Linked DNA regions of Mus musculus: region 2 is linked to region 1. Evidence: chromatin contacts called from public HiChIP or PLAC-seq data. All regions are on one chromosome and are shown on one strand. Each heading gives the region's core, a stretch centred on a gene start, on an enhancer-like site or on the middle of the called end of the contact. The rest is flanking DNA. Distances are from core to core; before and after follow the strand shown. Region 1 overlaps Klhdc10 (kelch domain containing 10). Region 2 has its middle 4.8 kb from the start of Mir29b-1.

Evidence for each region. HiChIP or PLAC-seq counts read pairs in DNA pulled down with a chosen protein or histone mark.
Region 2: a contact with region 1 is called in a FOXA1 HiChIP or PLAC-seq map of pancreatic cancer cells. The contact joins two enhancer-like sites. A contact is called at or near these places in 3 of 39 promoter capture datasets (the C10 cell line, cranial neural crest and second pharyngeal arch cranial neural crest) and 1 of 115 datasets of contacts at active chromatin or transcription factors (pancreatic cancer cells).

Annotation. Positions count from the first base shown.
Region 1 is chr6:30,433,399-30,439,636 of GRCm38.p6, forward strand. The region is part of intron 2 of Klhdc10 (kelch domain containing 10); the gene reads left to right. Among named protein-coding and RNA genes, the nearest start is that of 1700012C14Rik, 24 kb to the right of the region's middle. Within about 2 kb of position 3,788, at least 13 of the 459 cell types and tissues checked have an H3K27ac peak or open chromatin away from gene starts, as enhancers often do. A contact at or near this core is called in pancreatic cancer cells, where this site is marked.
Region 2 is chr6:31,064,728-31,070,965 of GRCm38.p6, forward strand. No RefSeq gene overlaps it. Among named protein-coding and RNA genes, the nearest start is that of Mir29b-1, 4.8 kb to the left of the region's middle. Within about 2 kb of position 2,299, at least 33 of the 459 cell types and tissues checked have an H3K27ac peak or open chromatin away from gene starts, as enhancers often do. A contact at or near this core is called in pancreatic cancer cells, where this site is marked.

The DNA of each region.
Region 1 (6,238 bases), core at 2,538-5,037:
GGATTTCCTTTAAGACTCAGGAATTCAGTCTCTGGATTTATAGCCAACAGCATTGTGGCCCCCTGTTCACCTGAAAACATGTATGAAAATGTTTCTATCAATAATAGGCCACAGATTGAAAGCACCTAAGTGTCTATTCACAGAACTAGACTAAGTGAGTAAACTGGGCTGCCCACTCAGACAGAGATGCCACTCAACAGTGGAGATGAGCAGACTGCGCACACCATCTTCAACAACAACAGAAAGGGAGCCTTGGAACAATCATAAATAAGAACCCAAAAGAATATGTACTATATCTTCTTATTTTGGTTTTTTGACACAGTGTCTCTGTGTAGCCATGGCTGTCCTGGAATTTGCATTGTAGACCAGGCTGGCCTTTTAACTCGGAGATCCTCCTGCCTCTGCCTCCCAAGTGCTACAAAGGCGTGCGCCACCATCCAGCTACTGTATCATTTTATTATACACTTCAAACATTATTTGGGAATGCACACTTAGATATGGCAATGTATAATAAAACTATAGAGAGACCACTCGTTTTATGATTGACAGAAAAATTAGTGGGTTGGAGAAATGGATCAGAGATTAAAAGCATTGGTGGCTTTTGTGGAGGACCCAGGTTTGATGTCCAGTATCTGTATAGCAGCTCACAATAATCTAAGGTAAAGAGGTGCATCGGAGGGTGCTGTGAGCATGAAGGGAGGGCAAGCTTCTGGAAGTTGGTAGTACCTACACTAATAGGCTCAAAGAAAAGCATGACACCCCCATAAAAACTTAACAAAAATTTAAGCATTCTTTTTTTGTTAAAATGTATCACACTGTGGCCTTATATGTGTCCCTTTCTGTATGTAACATTTCAGTACAAATTTTATTTTAAAAATATACCCTTTTCTAATAAGGAACAAAATCTAATGATTACAAGAAACCAAGAGGAAATAACTAATTTTGAAGTGAAATTTGACCAGTGTCCTCACTGAATTAAATTAAGCAAGACTAATCTCTTCAGTATCATCTCTTCTATTCAACCTTGTTCTGTTAAATTTCAGCTAAAACTTGAATAGGATAAACAAAAAAATGTATTTGCTGGGGAGCTGGAGAGATTAAGAGCACTTGATTAAGACCCTGATTTGTTTCTCAGCACCCACATGGCAGCTCACAATTGTCTATAGCTCCAGTTCTAGAGGCTCTGACTTCTTTTTCTGACCCACTTAGGCAACTTGGTATACACATAGTGTACGTACATTTAGGCAGTCATACACATAGAGAAATAATCTTTAAAAAAACCAATTTTCTGGATTGCACCCTGGGGAAGCAGAGAAAGAAGATCAGGAGTTTGAGGCTTGTCTAGATGTGGTGGTGCACGCCTTTAATCCTTTCACTGGAGAGACATAAACAGGTTTTTAAGCATTTAAGGCTAGTCTGATCTAAAGACTGTATTTCAGGTCAGCCAACTCTATATAGTGAGATCCTGCCTCTAGAGAGCTGAAGGCTGGCCCAGACTGTATACTGAGACCCCGTCTGAATAAGAAGATAGGAAGGCAGTGGTGCTTTGAGGTGTGTGGTTCAGTTGGTAGCACACTTGCCTTTCATCCATCCCTACACTGTGAAAGTGGACATGGTGACCCTATCTGTAATCCTAGCGCTCTGAAAGTAGGAGTAGGAGGGTCAGTAGCTTAAATCATCCTGGGCTACTTAAGACCCTGTCTCAGGACAAGATCAAAATACACACTTTCATACGCATATTTAGGATTGTAAATAGTCCAGTAATATAGCTCTACAGTAGTTATATTTGTAAATATTTGAAATGCATGTTTCTTTGACCCAAAAATTCTATTTCTAGATTTATTCATACATTTTCATAGGAATATGTAGAAGAAACTTTAGTCCAGTATTACTTGTAATAATGAGAATATTGGAAATGACCTAGTAATCTGTTGCATAATCTCAGAGAACTAGCTGGTTTCTGCTACAAAATCAAACCCACCTCCCTAGTTACCATAACTCCTGTTTACCCCTGAGTTAGAACAGATGCTTGCCTCGGGAAAGAAAATGGCTCAGCTGTCCAGGTCCCACAGCTACGTGTATGTGTCTTCTGATGTTCAGATCACCTCAGCATGCAGGGTCATTTGTCATTCCTCACTTACACACACATTTTTACATTCCGTGGTGTGTGTGTGTGTGTGTGTGTGTGTGTGTGTGTGTGTGTGTGTGTGTGTGTTGTATGTTCCAGGAGTTGGATGCTGGTCTTTAGGCTTGGCTCTGTGAATCTTTACTTCTGAGCTCACTCTGAAACCTACTCCTCTGTTTTCTAGTGAGAGTTTTGGAAGCAGGCAATCCAAACCTGTGGATGATTGTATCAGGGGAAAACTTGGTGGAGGACTCAGAGACTTTAGACTAAAACTAAATTTCATTTTGTCAAGGTCAAGGAGCTGGCCACATGTGCTTGGCTTCTGCCCTGACACATTCCTGTGGTTTTTTAAAAATGAAATGGGAGTCGGGCGTGGTAGCGCATGCCTTTAATCCCAGCACTTGGAAGGCAGAGGCAGGCAGATTTCTAAGTTCGAGGCCAGCCTGGTCTACAGAGTGAGTTCCAGGACAGCCAGGGCTACACAGAGAAACCCTGTCTCAAAAAACCAAAAAAAAGAAAAAGAAAAGAAAGAAATGGGTTTCTGCTATTCGGGAGTCACTCTTGGGCTATAGGAAGGGGTTCTGTGGAGAGAGAACTTAACTCTGTCAGCTCTAAAGGCTCCTTGACAGAAGGTTCAGCATTGATCAGGTACTGATCACATGCTCTTACCCAGCCATTTAATTAGACTAGATCCGGAGAACAGCAGAAGTTAGCAGTTAGATTAACTCAGCACTATCTGGGAGACACAGGAGCTACAAACTTAAAGTTTTGTAGCAGCCACATGAAAAACAAGACATTATGTTAATATTTTTATTTAACCCATATCATTTTATCATATCATTAACGTAGAACTGGTAATTTTACTTTTTCTGTTTGGTTGGTTGGTTGGTTTTTTTTGTTTTGTTTTGTTTTTTTGAGACACAGTTTCTCTGTGTAGCCCTGGCTGTCCTGGAACTCACTTTGCAGATCAGGCTGGCCTTGAACTCAGAAATCTGCCTGCCTCTGCTTCCCAAGTATGGGGATTAAAGGCATGCACCACCACTCCCCAACAATTTTACATTCTTTTAGGGATGCTAAATTTTTGAACACAAATTCCCGTTGGGCCCAGCCACATTTCAAGTATAGCCAGGAATTACTGCATTATGTTGGGCAGAGCTAGGCTGTAAGCCCCAGAGACAGTGTCACTGGCCCAGAACCTGTCACAATAACAGTTCACAGCTGTTGTCCAGTAATTTTTGGGCTTAGAATGAATGAATGGGTACATTTTATGTCAAATCATCTTTTCATTTTGCCGTAGTGTTTGATCCACATGTTATGTTCATCACCAAGATGGCGGTAAGCCTAGACCATGTTTTCTGCTCTGTGTCCATTGAAAGTTCTAGAATGCTACTGTCATTCTTTTCACATTTTCCCAATATGTAAAACCTAAACAAAAAACATGAGAGTCTTCCTTCCTGACCAGTGAGCATAGCAACTGTTTTACGTTTGTCTTGCTAATTCCTAGATGCATGTACCTTGCAAAGATCATTTACACAATCTAGCCATCCCCTAGTCACACTTGCCCTCTCCCCCTTCTATTCTTTTGGTGCTGGAGTTTGAAGCCAGGCTTCCCACATGCTCAGCACCTGCTCGCTGTTGAGCTCCACACCATCTATCTTGGAAATACTGTGTCAGAGTCCACAGAGCTGGTCATTGTTTTAATCATCCCTGCCACTGTTTACTTTGGCCTAAAGTTAAACCCAGGGAAACTTTTAGATATGTTGTATTTTCCGGCTGTGTCAGGTGATGTGGGTAATGCAGGATAATTGTACATGCTGTTTGCCTTTGAGGAACTTTTACTCTGTTTGCAATAAAAAACAAACAGATGAAACGAGTGGAGAGGAATCAGTTACAAACCAGCTCCATTCTCAACCCCCTTCAGTGTCTCATGTGAGCCTCACACTAGGTTACAGGAACGTGGGTGCACCTGCATTTCTCTTTCCTCACATAGCTCCCCACTACCTGGGAAGATAGACGTGTAAGCCAGTGAGCGTTCAACAATAGCACATCTGCGAGGTACAGTGGTACCTCCCCAGCACAGATGAGGAGACAGATTCAGTGGAAGGTTGTGTCTACACCAAGGTCCTGGACGAAAGAACTAGGATGTCCTGGGAGCCCTTGCTCGGTCTCCCATAGCTTACTCTCCTGTTTTCAGTGAGCCAGACAGAAACTTAATTCTTCACTTACACCAAATCATAAATCAGTTGTCAATGCCTAGTTGCCTGAATTCTACTTGCCTGGTATTGGACTCATATTTACAAAATACAGTATTCCCATCTCGATAACTTTAGGTCTGCCCTAACATTGAACGGAGGCTGCTGATCCAGAAGAACCTAAAGGGACATATGGTAGACTTGAGAGCATTTCTACACTGGAGAATTAGAGAGCAGGTCGCCTAGGCCAAGGTCAAAGGAAGGACTCCAGGCTTGCTGGGCAGTGAGGCTAATAGCTCTAGTGAGTAAGTGAAAGGAAGTGGTTTAGCATCAGAGGGCTCTGAGATGCTTAACCTAGGCCTTAAAGAGCTGTCAGTGATTTACACACAGGACTGACAGGACAAGAGCGACTAAAAGATACATTGTTGCTTTGTTTTTCAGGTACTCTATTTCTGTGCATAGCATCTTAATTCTTGTTCCAAAGTTTATCATGTAAAGTAGAGTTTTTGCTTAAAAAGACACAAAAGGCCTTATTAGGTTGGTAATAAATACTAATTAGTAAAGCATATTAGGTGTCTGGCAGTGTGCTAAGTACTGGTGGACATTATACTATCATCAGTAGCACATAAAATAGAGATATCTTTAGGGTAGTAACAAATGTAGTGTCATCGTAGTCCATATCCTATTGCAGCTTGTTTGGTTCTGTAACTATTTAAGGACTTCTGGAGACCTGTGTAAGAAGTTGTAAGGATAATTGAAATATAAAGAAGTGGATTTTTTTTCTCCCTTTAAACTGATCTCAAAATTAGTTTAAATGAATTATGTATATAATTCAGTCATTTACTTATTGTATACCAGGTATTTAGCCAAGGGCCTTAAATATGCTAGGCAAGTACTCTACTCACTGGAGCTATATCCCCAAATTGCCTAGGTTGTTCTTGAACTTATGCTGTGAGCCCAGGCAGGCCCTGAGATGATGGGTCTCCTACCTCAGCCTCCTGAGGACTTTTGATTCCAGGCTTGTGCCACAGGTCTAGCTGGTGACGGAACTGAAACCTCAGGCTGTAGCTCAGTGATAGAATGCTTGCTAACTATGCATAAGGCAAGCTGGATTCTTGCTATCATAAAGAAAAATATTTAAAATCTATAACTTGCTTCCTTCCTATTTGACAAACTTTGTCCTTTTCAGGGAGGGTTGTGGGGAAGGGTCCTGGAGTCCTATCCAGAAAATGCTGTCTTTACCCATATCATGGAGTATTTCAGAGGTCAGGTCTTACCTACAGTTTTTTTAATTTTTGATCATTTTGAGTTTAAATTTTTTTCATAATAGCTTTTCTTAGTAATAGCCTTAAACAGAATATAAGATGTCCTTTGGGATAAATGCAGGATTTTCTTTGAAAAGTTTTGGAATGGTATTCAAAGTTTAATTTTGCTCTGAGCACACAAGAGCCAGTTTTCTTTTTAAGCGTATAATTACATGTATGTGTTTATTTAGACATGACTCACACATGTTTGTGATTGCTCTCTCCAACAGTCACAGTTTAATCTAGCTTGCCTCTGCTCTCACCTAAAGAGGAAGAGATCTGATCTCTGACCTTAGCGTCTGAAGCACTAGGCCTCTCTTGCTTCTCTTGAATTCCATATCGTCAGTCATTTTCTTGAGTTTATCATGCTGTGTCACCTCTCCTGGGAAGAATCTTTTAGTCTTTGAAATTTAAAAATCGTAGGAAATAAAAATGGAGACTAACTCCCTAAAATCCTAAGTAGTCTGTGTAAGTGCATACAATAAGCGAGGTAAATGACATACATGTGTATTAGGAATCACCCCCCCCCCCCCACTCCCTTTGGAAGTTCAGATGGTTGTTACTAATTCTGTTTATGCTCCTCATCTGAAGCCATTTTTGGAAAACCATCCTCTTCT
Region 2 (6,238 bases), core at 1,049-3,548, 630 kb after region 1:
GGGGCTGGAGAATGAGCTCGGTCATTAAGAGCACTTTTCTGAGTTCAGTTCCCAGCACACAGGCTGGCTTACAACTCCAGCCGAAGGGGATGTGATGCCCTCTTTGGCTTCGGTGGGCACCCATACACATGTGCACACATATGATAAAAACATGCATGCATGAACAAGCACACATTCATGCATACATGTACACACAGAGCTCTTCAGTCTGAATCCCAGTTTTCATGTAATTTCAGCAAGTCCCAGCTCCCTAGGAACAGGCTCACCATGAGAATAGTCTTGAAGTTAACAAAGAAACTCTCTATTATTGGCTGGCAGAGGGGTGGACAAGCCAGGGCCCTCTTCCCTCAGGACATGCATACAAGTGCGGACTCTGGGGCCTTCCATGGCCCTCAGCTACAAGCACAGCCCTCCCAAGAGGAACAGCTTCACTCACAAGTGTGCCCGTGCTTCCCTTCTCCCTTTAATGGACACACAACCTCATTACCCTTTAGTCTGGGGCTAGGGCATAAAAGAACTATTGTTTCTGTAGGCTGGGTTACTGTTATTTTTTAACTAGCAACAACTCTGCAGTATTACAACTCCTGAAAGGACAAAAATAAGAAACCTTACAATACACAGATCACACGCTGGGCTGGCAGACTCTTCACCCTATGAGTAGAAACAGTTATCTTCCAAGGATAGACCCCTAAGCAGCTCTCAGCTCACCAGCCATGAAAATGTGGGCCTGCTTCACAACCCAGCCTGCATGCTTCATGCTGCTCTTCAACGCACTGCCCTTCCTGTGCACTTCTGTCAAATCTGATAGGGAAATCGGGGCCTGGTCTGAGTCAGTAACCCACAGCAGGGCTCTGTGTGGAAAGGCCCTGCAGTAGATGCGTATTGCTCCCAGTGACGTGAGAAGCCAGTCTGTTCTTGTGTTGAGCAAACTGGATTAAGATAACTTCCCTCGGGGCTTGGAGATTTCACAAGAACTATCACATCCTGAACCAGCACCCCTTGAGGAACACAGCTTCAAAACGTTAGGGCCACCAGGACTCGGCAGGCCTAACCGGTGTGTCTGGGCCAGGCCACACGTGTCACTGCAGTAGCTGTGCTCACACATCTGGAAGCCGTACCCAGAAGAGCCGAGCTTTGTAAGGGTTAAATCAGGTAGTACATGAGATGATCGAACGAGCAATACGGAACTTTCCTTTGGCATTTTAGTAGAGGGATGCAGCTAAGAGGTCCAGCTCACAAGTGAGAGGCATACACGGATGTGTCAAAAAAAGATACCTTTGCCTTGTGCCTCCCATCTCCGCACACTTGAATGAGCACCTGCAAATATATTCTGATTACTTCTCCATTCAAGGGCCTCCACGCGGGACCTGTGCTGTCGCTGGTGAGCACAGGTTTCTGTAGGTCTTCCCTGGTTGTGAACTGGCAGCTGGGTGTGTAAGAGTGGCTATCAAACTCCGATGGTCACTTAAAAACTCACTGGAGACTCACCGTGGACAAAATACAGCAAGACCTCTTTAAGGGTGATTTGCAAGCATGCACCTCAACTTCTACAGGGCCACAAAGACAACCTGCTACAAGCATTTTCCAGGGACAGACACGCTGCAGAGAGCCTTCGTGAGAGGAGCAGTATGTGGTATTTCGGTGACACACGAACCTCAGGGTGTATCCCACGGACGTGGGGTTCTCTACTCAGACACTTTCAAAAGGTCCCTTCTCTCTGCTGTCCAGTGAGAGACATTTATTACTTCCTTCCGCAGGCACTGCTGTGGATTGGCTACCTGCATTTGGCGACACTGGGGTGGTTATGACTAAGGAGCACGGCCCTTGGCCTTCCACTTGGCACAGCAGCGAGGTGTACTGTGCAAGCTGGTGTAGGAGCTGCAGCATGCTATAAACCTGTAGATCCAACCAGAGCAAGAATGAAGGTGTCTTGCACAGGGTAGGAGAAGGTCTATTTTCAAGGGGAATTGGTAAGCCCTAAGGCTTTAGCAATGCAGGCTGCAGAAGGCCCACAGAGGGCGGACATTACACTTGTCTTTGAGAACAATCCTTTTTGCTCACTCTACAGCCAGGCAGAGGGCAATTATGGAACTCAAACTACATCATTCTACTCTTTCCTATGTGGTCTAACTTTAAGCCAGAGGTACCTTTCATCAGACAAGAAGCCAAGGGCGTAGGCGGTGCCATTTCCAAAATATTGATCACTCAGGTTAACAAACTGGGAATGCTGTCCCAGCAGGCCCACACAGGATGGTTTACAAGAGATTTAACAACTCAACAAAGAGAAGCCCAGTGACTCAGCAGTCAAGATTCTAACCACTGCGATGTCCAAGTTAATGACTGCAATGCCCCTCAGGGAGCCTGGAACAGCAGAGGCCTCAAAGCTGATCCTCGAACCAGGATGGTGTGGGCCAGGTCTGTGAGCGGGTCAGCTTGGAAAAGAATACTATCTGCAGACCACATGAGGGCCAAGTGCCATTTTCTTTTTACTATTACCATGTTTCATTATCCAAATGTCAGGCTTCATCATGCCATCTCCACACAAGTAATGAGTATGTGGCCAGTGCTCACCACCCACCCCTCCCCCTTCCACATCCCCTTCCCAAACGCTCCCTTTCTCGTTCTGTGTCTCCTGTGTAAATGTGTGCATTGGATCTTGGTTTGCTTGCTTGTTTTGGATAGCCCAGACAGGGTTTCCCTGTGGACTCCTAGCTGACCTGGAACTTGGCTCTGGAGACCAAACTGACCTACAATGCACAAGATCCACCTGCCTCAGCTTCCCCAGTGGCTGGGCTTAAAGATGTACACTACCACATCCCACTGTTGAGTTTTGCTTTTCACTTGAGATTCCTTATATGGCAGGGAACATGCAGTACAAGTTGTCCTGAGTCTGGCTTGTTTGACTTAACACGACAACCCTCCATTCTATCCACTACTCTCACAATGTCCAAAGTCCATTCCTCTTGTAGTTCACGCCCTTCAACGTAATTTCCAAACAAGAATGGAGCGTCTGTCGGGAAGATCACTGGGCACTGGGATTAACATCTGAAGATGGTGACTGGTAAAAGAAATAGTGAGAAGCAGCCGTGATTATGTTACAGTCTGTGTTAACAGCCTTTGGGGCGGGGAACCCAGGTTCAGGATTAAGGTAGGGAGGAGGAGGAGGAGGAGGAGGAAGATGTGTCAAGACCCACACAAGGTGAAATCCAAAGTGCAGCAGTAAAGCCGTGGCACCATAAAGTACTAGCAGCTTCCCAAACTTGTGTGGCCACAGGCCTAAGGAGCGGGGCCAGTGCTTTAAGCAGTATCAGGGTCCCCATCAGATCACAGGCGCAGCGGAAGTGTTTAGAAAGTGGCTTACTGCATTTAGGCTGGCGAAGAGCCTCCCAGGTCAGTGTTTGAGAAAGCCTAATTACAGAGTAGCTATAATTCACCCTCTTCCCCCAGAGAACCTGGGAGCCCAATGGCCACCGCCCTATAGCTTGGTTGGCGGTGGGTTACACACCCAGTTTCTGCAGTGAAGAAACCTGCAGGAGTCTGTGAGTTTCCTCACACAAAAGTTCCATCTAAGGGCAGAACTGCAGCGAGGCTCACAATGTACCCAACTCCAGGGAGAAGACAGCACCTCGCTCTGAAGGGCTGGCCCTGGTCTCTGCAGAGGGAGGGGTTTCCCTCTCCTTTAAGCCCTGCTCCTCAGGAGTATCAGCCTGCGGAGTGCCAGGACATATATGTTACCCTCTGTCAAGGGTCATAAAGGGATCTCTCAAACGATGGCACCTTTTGCCTGGGATTAAAGGGACAAACAGTGTAGGTCCTGGATTAGGAAGATGCAGGTGTCTCCTCTACTGCTCCTTACACAGCCTTGAGCAAGCACTTTAACCCTTTCAGAGGGTTAGCTTTGAGATCTGTGAAAACTAAGAAAGAGAAAGCTGTGCATAGCAGCACAGATCTGCAATGCCAGCACTTGGAGTTGAGGCAGGAGGATCATCTGTAGCACACAGAATTACTGTCTCAAATCAAACCGTTCTCTCTCCTTTTTCTCTAGCACACGTCCCCACTCCCAATCCCACCCTGAAACTTTAAATAAATGTCTCCCTTTCCTGATGTGAGTGGCTGGCACAGCTAGTGTTTCAGATAAGAATCTACATTGTAAGCATCTACATACAATCAGGATGATTAAGATCAGAGAATGACTGCAACAGAACTGGGTGTTAGTAACCAAAGGCTGCTGGTAGTTCTGGAAGTTTCTGTGGAGGTCAAGGCCAGGCTGAGGGATGTCAAGACAGGGGGGAATCAAGAGTTGGATAAAAGAGATTAAGATCTGAAACAAACGAAGGTACTCTGGTCATTTCGACCCACCCACTCAGGCCTCCTGTTTCACTGGTTCATGATACGACTCCAGGGGCTGGAGGAACGACTTCAGTGTAAGTCAATCATAAGCCGAAGGAACAGGTACCAGACAGAAAGACAAGGCATAACTTGGGCAAACCCAGGAGGTGCCAGTCCCTGTAAGCCATGCACGTGGGAGGGACATGCCATGTCTTTTGCAACTAGATTAGCCAATGGCAATGAAACGTGGTCTTACGGTCTATATCTCCAGAGCAGACCTCCTACAATCAACCAGGGCATTCACCAGCAATGCTGTAGAACACTAGCAGAAGACCTAGCAGAGAATGCACCATGTCTGACCCTGGCCCTGACCCTGTAATCCACTTGCAGGATGAACTGTACAGCACGAGGCAGCACCCCTGCTGGAGCTCGAGTTGCGCTGTCAGAGCACAGACGTCACTCTGGATGGGGTGGGCCCGAGTGGCCGACCGACTGGGCAGAAGATGCTTCCAGGGGGACAAGGCTCTGAGCTAGACTCCCAGAGGGCCGTCGGGGCAGGTGGGGAAGGAACCGCAGGGAGGGAATGGGAGAGTTGTCCAAGCTGACAAATGGGGTATCTGATTTGGGTGGAGAAGGAGAAAAGCTTGTACCCCACAGAGGCCCTTCAGCCCCACACTGGTTCTTGTCCTCTTTCCTGACTCCTTTTAGAAGGCAAAGTCACTGTGTCACCAGCCCCCAAAACACACTCACAGTGGAGAGACTTTTAAAGCACAACTAAGACAAAGAAATGTTCCTTGTAACTGTAAGGACATTTGGCCTCACCAAAAAAAAAAAAAAAAAAAAAAAAAAATGGCGGAGGAAGAGAGCAGGCAAAGCCTCCAGCCCAAATCTGTCCACTTGACAGATGCAGTCATGTTAAGGTCCTACTGTAGGAAAAGAAATAAAAGCCAAGGTAGGGGCTCAGCAGTTAAGAGCACTGGCTACTTTCTCAGGCCTGTGGCCTAGTAGTTCCCTGTACCCAAGTCTGCATCCAGGAAGAAGGATTCCAGGAAGCTCTTTTGTTTTAGCAGGCCTTCCTTTAAAAAACAAAATTACCATAAATGACCTGTCTTAGACATTTAGACAAGACAGGTGTGGGGGACAGGGACACTGTTACTGTTTTCCAGAACCATGCCAGCAACTGAACAAGATGGCCTCCCTCCACATTGCTTCCATGGGTTCTGAGGAGGAACATCCATACTTAGTGTTACTAGAGCCAAGGATAGCTGTGTGGGGGGAGCCTCCTTTCATGCTGACAAGCTGGCTTTACATGCTCTAGGGAGAGCTAGCCTGGCAAAAAGGAGGTCATTATGAGACACTAGAAGGTACACACGAGGCACAGCTTTTTTTTTGTAAGTACTACTTAGAAGGTCAGGCCTAGGATTTACTCACAGGACGGCTTCATGGCAGAGATTTGGGTACAAATCCCATGTCTTTGACTTGATTTTCTCCTTAGACAAATTAATCTCTTGGCCCAGGTTACTGTTCTTATACAAACACAGGCAGCATTATGCTGTCTTACACGCTCATGAAGGAAAAGCTGGTGGCTGGGTGCCAGTGTGCTATGGGTGCCCAACCTTGGTTCTCATCCGTCCTTTATGGCCGCGGTGCACAGGCAGTCTCCGGCTGTGTGGCTCTGCCTGTGGTCTGGTGCTCCCTGGAGCTTGTCCATTAGGCCTGGACTGCATGTTCCTCAGCACAGAAGGGGTGACTGCTCTCCTAGGTCTATGAGGGAATGAGCCATTCTTCCTGGAGGCTGCCTCCCTGAGGCCTCAGTTGAGGAGCAAGGGGTGAGTCAGGCAGGGCTCTCCCAGGGCTGCCCTCAGCGCCACTCTCTTCCCTAGATTTCTCCCTCTGCCTTATCTTCCCC